Linked DNA regions of Hordeum vulgare: region 2 is linked to region 1. The links are chromatin contacts, called in public Hi-C maps. All regions are on one chromosome and are shown on one strand. The core of a region is the stretch at or near the end of the contact, and the rest is flanking DNA. Distances in the headings are between cores, read along the strand shown.

What was found. A called contact is a pair of places that touch in the nucleus more often than the background predicts.
Region 2: a contact with region 1 is called in a Hi-C map of leaf, with 2.7 times the contacts expected there. The contact joins the enhancer-like site here to the promoter of LOC123448790 in region 1. A contact is called at or near these places in 2 of 6 Hi-C or Micro-C datasets (leaf and seedling).

The regions. Positions count from the first base shown.
Region 1 is chr4H:417,663,692-417,669,830 of MorexV3_pseudomolecules_assembly, forward strand. It overlaps LOC123448790 (transcription factor MYB2-like), which reads left to right and starts at 2,974. Exons shown (of 2, transcript XM_045125798.1): 1 at 2,974-3,381; 2 at 3,928-5,248. The coding sequence starts at 3,225. The coding sequence ends at 4,712.
Region 2 is chr4H:418,378,193-418,384,153 of MorexV3_pseudomolecules_assembly, forward strand. No RefSeq gene overlaps it. Among protein-coding and RNA genes, the nearest start is that of LOC123448791, 400 kb to the left of the region's middle. Within about 2 kb of position 3,624, at least 1 of the 3 cell types and tissues checked has open chromatin away from gene starts, as enhancers often do. A contact at or near this core is called in leaf, where this site is marked.

The DNA.
Region 1 (6,139 bases), core at 1,724-4,223:
TGCGACCATGTGTTTATTGAGCATCGTGTGCGGATCTTTCTCGAGCGATCGGACCGGGAGTTTGGGTTCTTGTGGGTGATGATTCCGCGCGGAGGACTTCGGTACTCAAATCGAGGAACTCAGCAAAGCGTCGGTGATTCTGACATGTACATGTACCGAACGTTTTCGCCTAGGAATAGGATGACCCAAAAGATCCCAACAACGAGCCCCTGAACTCGCTCGGTTTTGTGTAAAGTCAACTTCCGGTATCATCTTCGTCGACCGACTGATAGGTACAGTAAAATCCATTGACCACAGGTAATCTCGTATAGGTTTTTGATATTCATGTCCCACGCAACAACAAAATATGACTTTTTTTTTTGCGGGAAACAAAAGATGACTACAATACTAAGTATTACTAGTAATTAGAACATGGAAAAAGTCATGGATGAACCCGAATACATATGAATTCATTTTGAAAAAAAACACATTTCTAAATGCTAAAAAAATCTGAAAAAGGTTGCACATGTATGTCTATGTTTTATGTGCATGCATAAAAATTCACCGAACAATAACTTTTTTTGTGACCTGTGCAGAAAACATAAAAAATAAAATGTCATAAAATGCTATTTAGAAACACTATTTTTTTTAAAGACAAAAAAACATTTTTTCACTAAATTTTATGCCGCACACATACATTTGTAAACATGTACTCCCTCCGTCCCAAAATAAGTGTCTTAAGCTTAGTACAAATTTATACTAGAGCTAGTATAAAGTTGAGACAGTTATTTTGGGACAGAGGGAGTATGTGCCGCACATATACCATGTTCAAAAATGGGTGCATATGTCCATGGGTGCAGGGAGTGCCCTCTCATAGAACATGGTACTACATCTCTATGTCAATTACACAACATACACAACCATTCCTAGACAGAACGTCCTCGCTCCTCTCAAGCTCAAATGAGCTCGGAACAAACAACAACAAAAAAACAATCTGAATGTTTCTTTTGACAAACTTTGGCAGATGTTTTTTATACGTGAAAATTTTCATCATGAAATGACATCCGTAAAAGTCATGATCAAAAATAAATAATTCAAAATAAGCAAACTAAAATGCTATCAAAATTAGCATTTTTGGAGCATGTTTTTTGCCACGACTTCCACAAATTTTCGTTCACGATAATTTTTGCAAGCAATCTAAGCATTTGTGAAAGTTTACCTCAATTTTTTTCTTTGGAATTTTAGTTCTTTTTACTATATTTGGCCAAAGCACAATCAAATAACAAATGGTCAATGCTTTATTTTACCTTACACATGTTTTTGAACAATCAACTGGAGGGGATCCCCACCTGAATATATTATTCAAAGGGATGTGAAACCAAGCGTAGTTACATCAATGGGTACACTAGAGGAAAAGTATAGGTGACATAACATGGCGGTCTTCCTTCTAATTAGGCCCTTAAACCGAAAAATCCAGAGAGTGAAGTCGAAGATGATGTTCTTTACAATGTCGTTCACCGAGTGGATCAGATGCCGGAATACCCAAGCGTTACGTGAGTCCCATATTTTCCACATCACGACAAGGCACCACGGAAATTACACCCATCCTCTTCTCATCGGGATATCTTTGTTCAGGATGCTATCCTTTTGCATTAACCAAAGAAAAACCTTAATTTTGTTAGGAATTTGAGTTTTTGAATTAATCTCTAGCCAACCAGCCTTTTGCTTTCAACCAAGGATACAATTCTTTCACAACTAAGCTGTTTCTACCATTTAAGGGGCAGTCCCCTCAATCCAAATAATCTATCAAGTCTTTCTCATCGACCATTCTTCTTAAGTCCTTCCATTGTTTAGCGGTCTCATCATACAATGTTCTTCTAAACTCCAGAACATCTAAGCCATTGCTCATAACAAAGTGTACAGTATCCAGCTTAGTGAAAGTTAAATTGTAGACTAGTTTTTCGTAATTATAATTATTTAGGTACAGAGAAAGTACAATATAGGAAAGACTTCAATCAGAAATTTATCTCCTAGCCACTTGTCTTCTGAGATAAGTGTCTCAGCCCCCAATTTTAACACACATGCACATATATGGTTTGGTTTAGTAGAGGGTTATCAAAGTCCCAAAAAAATATATGATGTACTCCCTCCATCTATTAATACAAGGCCATTTCATGTTTTTATGTCTAGCTTTGACCATTAATTTTACTAACAAAATGTGAGTCATATGTCATAAAAAGTATGCCATTAGATGCACATTTGAAAGAACTTTTCAATAATCTATTTTTTATGAACTATATCCATATTTTGTTGGCCAAAATTACAAGTCAAAGCTTGACAGAAAAACGAAATGGCCTTGTATATAAACATGAAGGCAGTACTATTCGTGAGGTCCATGTTGGAGTCAAAATTCTTCATGTTTTCCGGAATTTGGGATTATTATGTACAAATTTGAGAGAGTTCGTGCGGGCTTGTTCCTTTGTTCCACAATTGATACAGAGACAGTTTAATTAGGTCCCAAACCTTCAATATTTACCCTCTTGTCGGAGAACAGAGAAAACAAAGGCGAAATTTCTGCGGTGGAATCGGCAGTAGTATTCCCTTTCTAGTTTTACACACAGGAAGCAGAGCTGTCCACTCGTGTCTCTGAAAAACGAGATCACCCTGGCTGTCACCCAAAAGCGAAGGGAAGAGAAGGGAAGAGGTCCACAGCGGGAGCGCGTGGCCATCGTGGGGAGGAACTCTGCGGCAGCGAGTGCGAGTGAGATACTACTCGTAGCAAGCACAAATGTAGGCGAGTCAATTAGTCAAACTCCCAGGACTTCAAATCCGTGTACGCGAGCCGATTGAGATTAGCTGCGTGGGCAATTAGCCCGGTAAATATCCCACCACGCCCTCATCCCTAATAAAGCACGACTGTATCCTAAACTTTTGGCTTTGAAGCATAGAATAAGGCAGGCCTAAACTAACCTCCGTATTTGCGGCGTGCTCCCCCACATGCTTCTTCCCAAGCTCCCCCACCTCCTGCTTCCTTCCTTCCTTGGCCGTCTATATAAAGCCTGCCCATTCCTCTCCCGCCCAATCCATCACACGCACCGCATACTCTTCTCTTCTCTTGTCTTCTCTTCTCCGCACAGCAGCACTCCGCCTCCATCTCAATTCTCAAGCAAACCAAACCAAACCAAAATCTTCTTGGCGTCGCTAGCTTCATCTGCAGGAGGCGGGGAGGCGGACGATTAGAACTCATGGATATGGCGCACGAGAGGGACTCGAGCAGCGAGGAGGAGGTGATGGCCGGCGACCTCCGCCGCGGGCCGTGGACGGTGGAGGAGGACATCCTGCTCGTCAACTACATCGCCGCGCACGGCGAGGGCCGCTGGAACTCGCTCGCCCGATCAGCAGGTACTAGGATAAATCGATTGCATAGCAGCACAATAATCCACGCATGCATGCTGCTGCTCTTTCAAGTTTCAAGTGCTTTGATTGGTTGCCTGCATCATTTTGTTTCCGCGCGCGAGACGTGCGAGCTCGGAGAATTAGATATTATTACTACGTACTACGAGCAGTAGTATTCAGGACGGAGGGGGAAGCAACAAACCTGTCGCTTTGCATCACCATGCTAATATATGGAAACAGATAGCTACGAACCTACTGCCTGATTTGTCTAGCAGCCACCCAGCTAGCATGAAGCTATAGTGAATGAGAGTGAGAGAGAGAGAGGGAGGAATTTTTAGTGGTTCGCATTATTCCCAGCTAGCCATGGGGATATTTACTAATTAATCTCTCCTCCATTACATCATCCGTCTTGTCACATACATGCTCGCATCGCATCGCATCGCATCCGCAGCAAGTTGGCGAATTTATTAGTAGCACAGCACTGATGACTGATGTGATGTTCCGATCCATTGGTTCCATGTGATTAATCTTGCCTTCCTTTCCTCCTGCCAGGTCTGAAGCGCACCGGCAAGAGCTGCCGGCTGAGGTGGCTCAACTACCTCCGCCCCGACCTCCGGCGCGGCAGCATCACTCCGCAGGAGCAGCTGCTCATCCTCGAGCTGCACTCGCGGTGGGGCAACCGCTGGTCCAAGATCGCGCAGCACCTCCCGGGCCGCACCGACAACGAGATCAAGAACTACTGGCGCACGCGCGTGCAGAAGCACGCCAAGCAGCTCAAGTGCGACGTCAACAGCCAGCAGTTCAAGGACGTGATGCGCTACCTCTGGATGCCCCGCCTCGTCGAGCGCATCCAGGCCGCCTCCGACGCCGCCGCCGCTCACACGCCCTTGTCGTGGCAGCAGCACCACGACGCTCTCTACGACTCACCGGAACTCCCTGTCGACGCGTGCTGGCCAGCGGAGTTGGCCGCTCCCATCACCTCCTCGGTCGCGGAGCTGTCCAGCACTACTACCGGCACCGCCGGCTCTTCCTCGCCGTCCACCACGGACTCTGGCGCCGGCGCCCAGCCCGGCTGGCCTGCAGCGGCTGACGGTGCCGAGTGGTTCACCACCGCCTGCGACGCCTCCAGCGCCGCCGCCGCCGCCGCCGCCATGTGCGACACGGACCAGCTGATCCAGCAGCAGCAGTCCCAGCTGGCTGGAGCGTGGACGTCCGAGCCACTGCCGAGCCTGGGGTTCCCCGAGCTGGGCGTCGCCGACTTGGACATGGGCAGCTTCGACGTCGACAGCATCTGGAGCATGGACGACTTGTGGTACACGCAGCCGCAGTTCGTGTGAAAAGTCAATACGGTGGCATGGAAATCCACAGCTGCATGCGACGGTGCCGCGCGGGGCCTGGCTCCGGGAACGCATGTCAGCAGATCCAGCGGACAGAAACGGATTAGAAGAAGGACCTGGGACGGAGGCAGGATTAAAACAAGACTAATTTACCCTGCACGTGATCGTGATCGTGATCGTCAAGGGAAGATGCCTGTTCCTCCCGGCCCCTTCTGCTCCAGTTCTGGGCCGTCTTCTCTCCTGTGTTAATTTAATTATTATTACTACAAGGGTAAAGAGATAAAAAAGAAATGTAGCAGAAGCAGATGATCTAGTGTTAGCTGTGCCGCCGTTAATCATGCCATGTTCCGTTTAATTTTACTCATTCTTTTCGAGTAATTATTACTATATCCCTGGTAGTATGTACTATACTCCATAGTACTAGTACAGTATAAAAGGAGGAAGCATATGAAGTGAACTGTTGATAGGAATTGTAGTACTACTATTTTCTAGAAGTGGTAATAAAAGCAATGCTCCGACGTCAAGTCATGGTTAAATTCGTACGTACGAGTACTACAGTAGGAGCATACCATTCCGCCCATTTCTCGCCGCTAATTGTGATCCTCGCGCACTTGAATTCCAAGTGACGAGAAATTTTTCTTTGCCGTCGCAGTAGTTTGCCATCATTAGGATGACGGCGACCGCGCTGGGTCGATAGATTTGTTTATGCCGACATGGATGGTTTATACCAGAAAAATTCAGTACGAGCGGTGCTGTTACATCAGCGCCAACAGTTCCCAGATGTGATCTGCATCCCCGATGCATTACACTTGTTGTCCTCGTATCAACTCTTCCCTCGTGTTCACACTTCACACTCGGCATAATTTATTTATTTTATAAACAAGGCAAAAGACGGCATAATTCTCATCACAGAGAGCGTAGCAGCAAGCCGAAGCTCATCTGATGAATCATGAATCCAAGTGCATGCCCAGCAGATATGCTTTAAAATTCCAGCACTAAACGCGCATGATCAGATGACGAGTTACTCCAGTTACAGTCACTAACACACACTTGCATGATGCGGCTGCGCGGCGGGGCCTGCCGTCGTACGGGTATTCGAGAGGGGAGCCACGATGGTTTCCGTATTTTCACACTGCATTTCCGTTCTTTTCTGAAAAGCAAAAAAACGAGATTGTGAAAAGGCATCGCCTGGGAAAAGGTATTCGCGCGCGATTGTCGTGGCTGGGCCGACCTAGCTGAGCGCACCACTCGCGAGCGAACGTCGGTTTCCATCCACGATTTTTTTCTGTCAGCTGCGACGTCGGTATTTTTTTCTGTGTCCTAGTCCTGCGGGGGAGCACCGTTTGATTTGTTGAATTGGTAAAAGGCGGAGAAACTCCGTATCCATAGACAATGGAAACGTGGTCTCATTCGTTCGTTAGTTCGTT
Region 2 (5,961 bases), core at 2,374-4,873, 720 kb after region 1:
CTCAACAATACCTAATCGTCACCCTTAAATGTGCAGACCCTGCGGGTTCGAGAACTATGCAGACATGACCTGGGACACTATCCGGTCAATAACCAATAGTGGGACCTGGATGCCCATATTGGCTCCTACATATTCTATGAAGATCTTTATCGGTCGAACCTCTATTTCAAGGATTCAGTCAATCCCGGACATTGTTCCCTTTGTCCATCGGTATGTTACTTGCTTGAGATTCGATCGTGGGTATCTCCATACCTAATTCAATCTCGTTACTGGCAAGTTTCTTTACTCGTTCCTTAATACAAAAACCCGTGACTAACTCCTTAGTCACATTGCTTGCAAGGCTTGTTGTGATGTTGTATTGTCGAGTGGGCCCTAAGATACGTTTTTGTCACAGGGAGTGACAAATCCCAGTCTTAATTCATGCCAATCCAACAAAAACCCTCGGAGATACCTCTAGAGCACCTTTGTAGTCACCCAGTTACGTTGTGAAGTTTTATACACACAAGGCACTCCTCTAGTTCCAAGGAGTTGCATGATCTCATGGTCATAGAAACAGATACTTGACATGTAGAAAACAGTAGCAAGAAACTGACATGATCACATGCTACATTCATAGTTCGGGTCTTATCCATCACATCATTCTCCTAATGATGTGATCTGGTTATCAAATGACAACTCATGTCTATGGTCAAGAAACCTTGACCATATTTGATCAACGAGCTAGTTCTTAGAGGCTCACTAGGGACATTTTGTTTGTCTATGTATCCACACATGTATTTGAGTTTCCAATCAATACAATTCTAGCATGGATAATAAACGATTATCATGAACAAGAAAATATAATAATAACTAATTTATTATTGCCTCTAGGGCATATTTTCAACACTCGGATATGCCATCTGCTAGGTTGTATCCCTTGTTGTAGTGGTGCCTATTGACCTCGTAGTTAACCGGAGGAGCATGACCTTCAACAAGCTTGGCAAAGACATTCGAGCACTTCAGTACGTTGATGTCATTGTGAGTTCCTGGCATAAAAAAGGAGTGCCAAATCCAAAGGTCATGCGTGGCCACTCCCTCAAGTACCACACTGTAACCTCCTTTGGCGCCTTTGTACATCCCCTGTGAAGCAAATGGACAGTTTTTCCATTTCCAATGCATGGAGTCAATACTTCCAAGCATCCCAGGAAATCCTCTTGCTGCATTCTGTGCTAGGATTCAAGCAGAGCCTTCACCATTGGGTGATCGCAAGTATTGATGTCCAAACGCTGCCACAACTACCCTGCAGACCTTGTACAAACACTCAATGGTGGTGGACTCGGCCATGCATCCACAATCTTCCAGAATATCACCGGGAGCTCCGTATGCAAGCATCCTCATAGCGGTCGTGCACTTCTGGTGTGAGGTGAATCCAAGTGTGCTGGTGCAATCCTTTTTGCACTTGAAGTAGCTGTCGAACTCCGTGATGGAATTCACAATCTCAAGGAAGAGCTTCCAGCTCATCCGATAACGGCGGTGAAATTCGTTGTCGCCGTGCAGAGGAGCATCGGCGAAGTAGCCAGTGTAGAGAAAGCAATAGCCTTCCAGTTAATGCCTCTGCTTTGCCTTCAGCCGGCCCGATGTCGAGCCACCTCGCCGCGGCTTTGCATTGCACGCGAACAGGTCGGCCAGAGCGGTGATGACCATGAGGTGCTCTTCATCCTGGGCGTTGGCATCGGCTTCCTCCTCCATTAGCACTACGAACGCCTCCTCGTCGTCGGAGTCCATCACCGCCAAGGCAAATCGCCGAACACCTGGCGGGTGTGGCAGACGCGCACCACGTGTGTGGCCGGAGCGCCGGAAAAACTTGCCAAGAAGTAGGGGCGAAGCCACGGCAAACCCTTCCTTTGTCGATGGGGAGATGGACTTTGTAGCGGCGGTAGGTAGGCGGGCGACGCTGGGGTCGACACGGCGGCGAAAGGTGTAGTGCGCAAGGGGCGGATCTGGAGGTGGAAACCTGGTTTTTCGCCTAATAGTGGCGGCCCATGTGTCGTTTTCCCTTCCGCCGGAGCCCCCAAGCGCCCCCATCGCGCTAGGTTCGACCTGGGATCGTCGGGCCTAAAAACGGGTCTAACCGGCGAAAATCGGCGTCCTAGGGCGCACCTGTGCCGATTTTTCAACGCCGGCGGTAAGAAACGCGCCCTCGGGGCCTGTTGGGGATGCAGCTCGAGATGCTATAACGCATGTCAAGAAATTTCACTCTGGATTTAAAAAAAAGGGACAATGAACATGTCTAGTCGGCGAGGAAATGGATGGGCCATCCATTTCCTTCTTTCTAGCGGCTGTCATATTGTCATCTGGACACATTTTTCCTCTTTCATCTATGGTTGTTTGTTCTAACTATTTGTCATATTTATTTTGTATTCTTTACTTCTTAAAGAAATGAAAATAGTGTTGCTGTCTTTCCTTAAAAAGAAAGATGGCACAGTTTAGGTCATCCATTTGAGAAGAGAAGACAGTGTTTTCTTCATACTGCTAGAGGTCATGCCACTATTGTTGACCGGCGTGTAACTTCTCTCATCTAATACTAGCTTTCAGACTGTGTTTTCTGTTCGGGAGTATGTATTGGGTAGTTCAGTTGGGACCTCCTATCTGACGCACTCTGCGTCAAGTTGACGCGGTTTCACACAAGCACGTCTTCGACTCGGCCAGTCCATGAAAATAGAGAATGACACACAACATGCACTGTAAAATCAAAAAACTTGCGGCCTAGGGGATTCGAACAGATGATCAACCGTAATACACTATGCATTACAACCACCTAAGCTAGCAGGCATATCTGTTTTCATAGGAGCATCAAACATGCAGACAAAAACATTTTTTGTTTCCAAAAACGGACTGCTGTGTGAACATTTTTATTTCCAATTCCGGAACATTTTTTCAAATTCCAGAATATTTTTCAAATTCGGGAACATTTTTTCAAATTCGGAACATTTCTTAAAAAAATACGAAACATATTTATAAAAATTCCAAAACATTTTTTCAAATTCCAAAACATGTTTCCAAATTCCAAAACATTTTTGCAAAAATATGGAACAATTTTTAAAATTCTGGAACATGTTTTCAAATTCCGAAACATTTTACAAATTCCGAAACATTTATCAAATTCCGGGAAAAAAATCCGGAACATTTTTTCAATTTCTGGAACATTTTTCAAATACTGGAATTGTTTTTCAAATTTCGGAATATTTTTTAAAATTCTAAAACATTTTTTGAAAACCCATTACATTTTTGAAACAGAAATAGAAAAAAGGAAACAAAAAAGAATAAAGAAGAACGAAAATGGAAAAAAAGAAATAGCGGTTCAGAGAATCTTCTATAAAGTTCCCAAAACCGGAAAAAACTGGCTGGGAAAGTCTAGAATGTCCCAAAAGCAATAAAAACCAGCGGGAAATCTTCGGAAGGTTCCTAAAATCGGAATCGCTGCAACAGGTGAACTAGCCGGCCTAACTTAACGCTTGATCGGCAGCCTCTGCGAAAGGTCGACAATTTAACACAGTATGCGTTAAATAGGATATTCCAGTCCAGTCTGTTGTTCCAATGAAAAGAAATCGTAGTTGGATTATCGTTGTTCCTGCATCTTGGTCATTCGTTCAGAAATGTGGCCCATCAAAGGCGAAAATGACAGCCCAGTTACACTTTTTTATAGGGGTGCTAGTTAGTCATCAATAGGACAAAGAGCAGGGATCGCCATTCCTCTTCAGCGTGTAGGTCGATGTTTATCGATCGAACAGTCGCATCAGCGATCGCCATGCATGGATATGTGCCAACCCAAGCAGGGATGTTCGGGCCACTCCCTATTCGGGTTTTCGGAAAATTCTAGAACCACTCTAGACCATTTTTTTTTTTTCACTATTTTCTTATTTCAGAAAATCATAAAAAATAAAAATGCACCAGATTTTCAAATTCGTGAATATTTTTTGATGTATCAAAATATATTTTTCAAGTTCATTAATATGCTTTGAAATCCCAGATCATTTTTCAAATCATGGAACAATTTTTCTATTCACAACATTTTCCAAATTAGTGATCATTTCTTAAAATTTGAAAATATTTGTAAATACATGAACAATTTTTCGAAATTTATAACATTTTTAAATTTATGAATATTTTCGAAATTGAATACCTTTTTGTAAAAAGTGAAAAAATTGGGAATTCGGGAACATTTTTTAATTTGGTGATAATTCCCGAAATCCAAGATCATTTTTTAAATTCATGATAATATTTTTGAATTTGGAACAATCAGTTCAAAATTGTAAAAATAACTCATAAATGAGAACACAATTTTTCTAAATATTTTTTTGAAAAAATTGGACATTTTTCTGAAAATGAGAACATATTCCTAAATATACAAAAAATTCTGAAAAATATAAACATTTTTTTCAAACATTTTTTTATTATTCGGACATTTCTTTAAAACTGCGAACATTCTTCTGAAAGCACTCATATTTGTTTAATTTTCGAACATTTTCCTAAAAAATTGGGCATCTTATGAAATTTACCACATTTTCTGAAAACCTGAACATCTTTTCAAATCTGGGAACATTTTATGAAAATGCGATTTAAAGAAAAATTACGACCATATTTAGAACAAATATATTTTTAAAATTGTGAAGATTGTTTATAACACAGACATTTAAAAAAATAGCATTTGTTTTTTTTAAAGAAAACATATTTTGAAAAGCCAAACATATTTTAAATTTTGCAAAACAAAATTGTGATTTTTCTGTTTGCGAATTTTGTAAAAAGGAAAAAAATTAATGGACAGAAAAGAAATAAGAAACAGAAAAACTAAAAATTAAAAGAAACAGAAAAGAAGAAAACGAAAAAGAAAAATATGAAAGAAAACTAACAATAAAAAACTACAGGACAAAACCCGGTTTAAGAAACCTTTCAGAAGAATTCCAGAACCGGTAGAAAACCAATCACAATACCTACTCTGGCCGCGAAAAAAGGGTTCTCGCTCAGCCGAGGGCTTCGCCTTGCTCGCCTCTGCAACTCTGCCAATTTAAGGCAAAATGCGTCGAATAAAAAAATCCACGGGCATCCTCGCATCACACGCGCAAACGTTAAAAATGATTAGTCAGACCACCCTTGGAATGGTTGTAATTAAATACACGGATGTTTACTTTACACTTGTATCTTACCGGCTGCTAAACAAAATCTGTCCGGAATCAAAACGATGAGCTGAGGTCTGTAATTTTTACAGATGTATTTACAGGAAACACGATAATTCAATCAGGCCCTCAAGGAGCTATTTTATAGGAGGCTGCTAAGCGTCATCCGGATGCATCCAGCGAAAAAGCATCCGTTCAGTAAGACCCTGTTTGGAACCATAATAGATTATAATAATCTGGATTATGAAGATAGATTATATAATCTGGTTTATAAAAATAATCTAGTTGAACATGTTTGGAAGTCAGATTATATAAACTGTAATCCAGATTTTACATTGCATAATGCCCTTTTTGCACTTTGTTTTTTTAAAAGAGAAGGGTGGCGGTGATAGGAATGTAATTGTCTCCAACTTTACAAGGGTAATGGGTCATTAGCAATCCATAATCTGATTTTAGCTGGTATAGAGTAGATTATGAGTTTTTAATAATCTATCCATCTAGTTTTTATAATCTACACCATAAGATGTCCTGTTTGGAGACAGAATAGATTATAAAAACTGGATTATATAATCTGGATGGTTCCAAACAGGGCCTAAGCCGATAGATGTACATAAGACTATCTTCAACAACAGCATAAAAATATTGTGTCTAATAAAAAATTTAGCGCGTCACTGTAGCATTTTTAAAACGCGGGGACCGGAGTATCTTCAACACACGCGCGCTAGTGGGACGTTCAATCCAACCCAATCCAACGACCCCACCGGTAGCAGCATAGAATTTGCTGCGCGCGCAAGCCGGCGCATCAAAT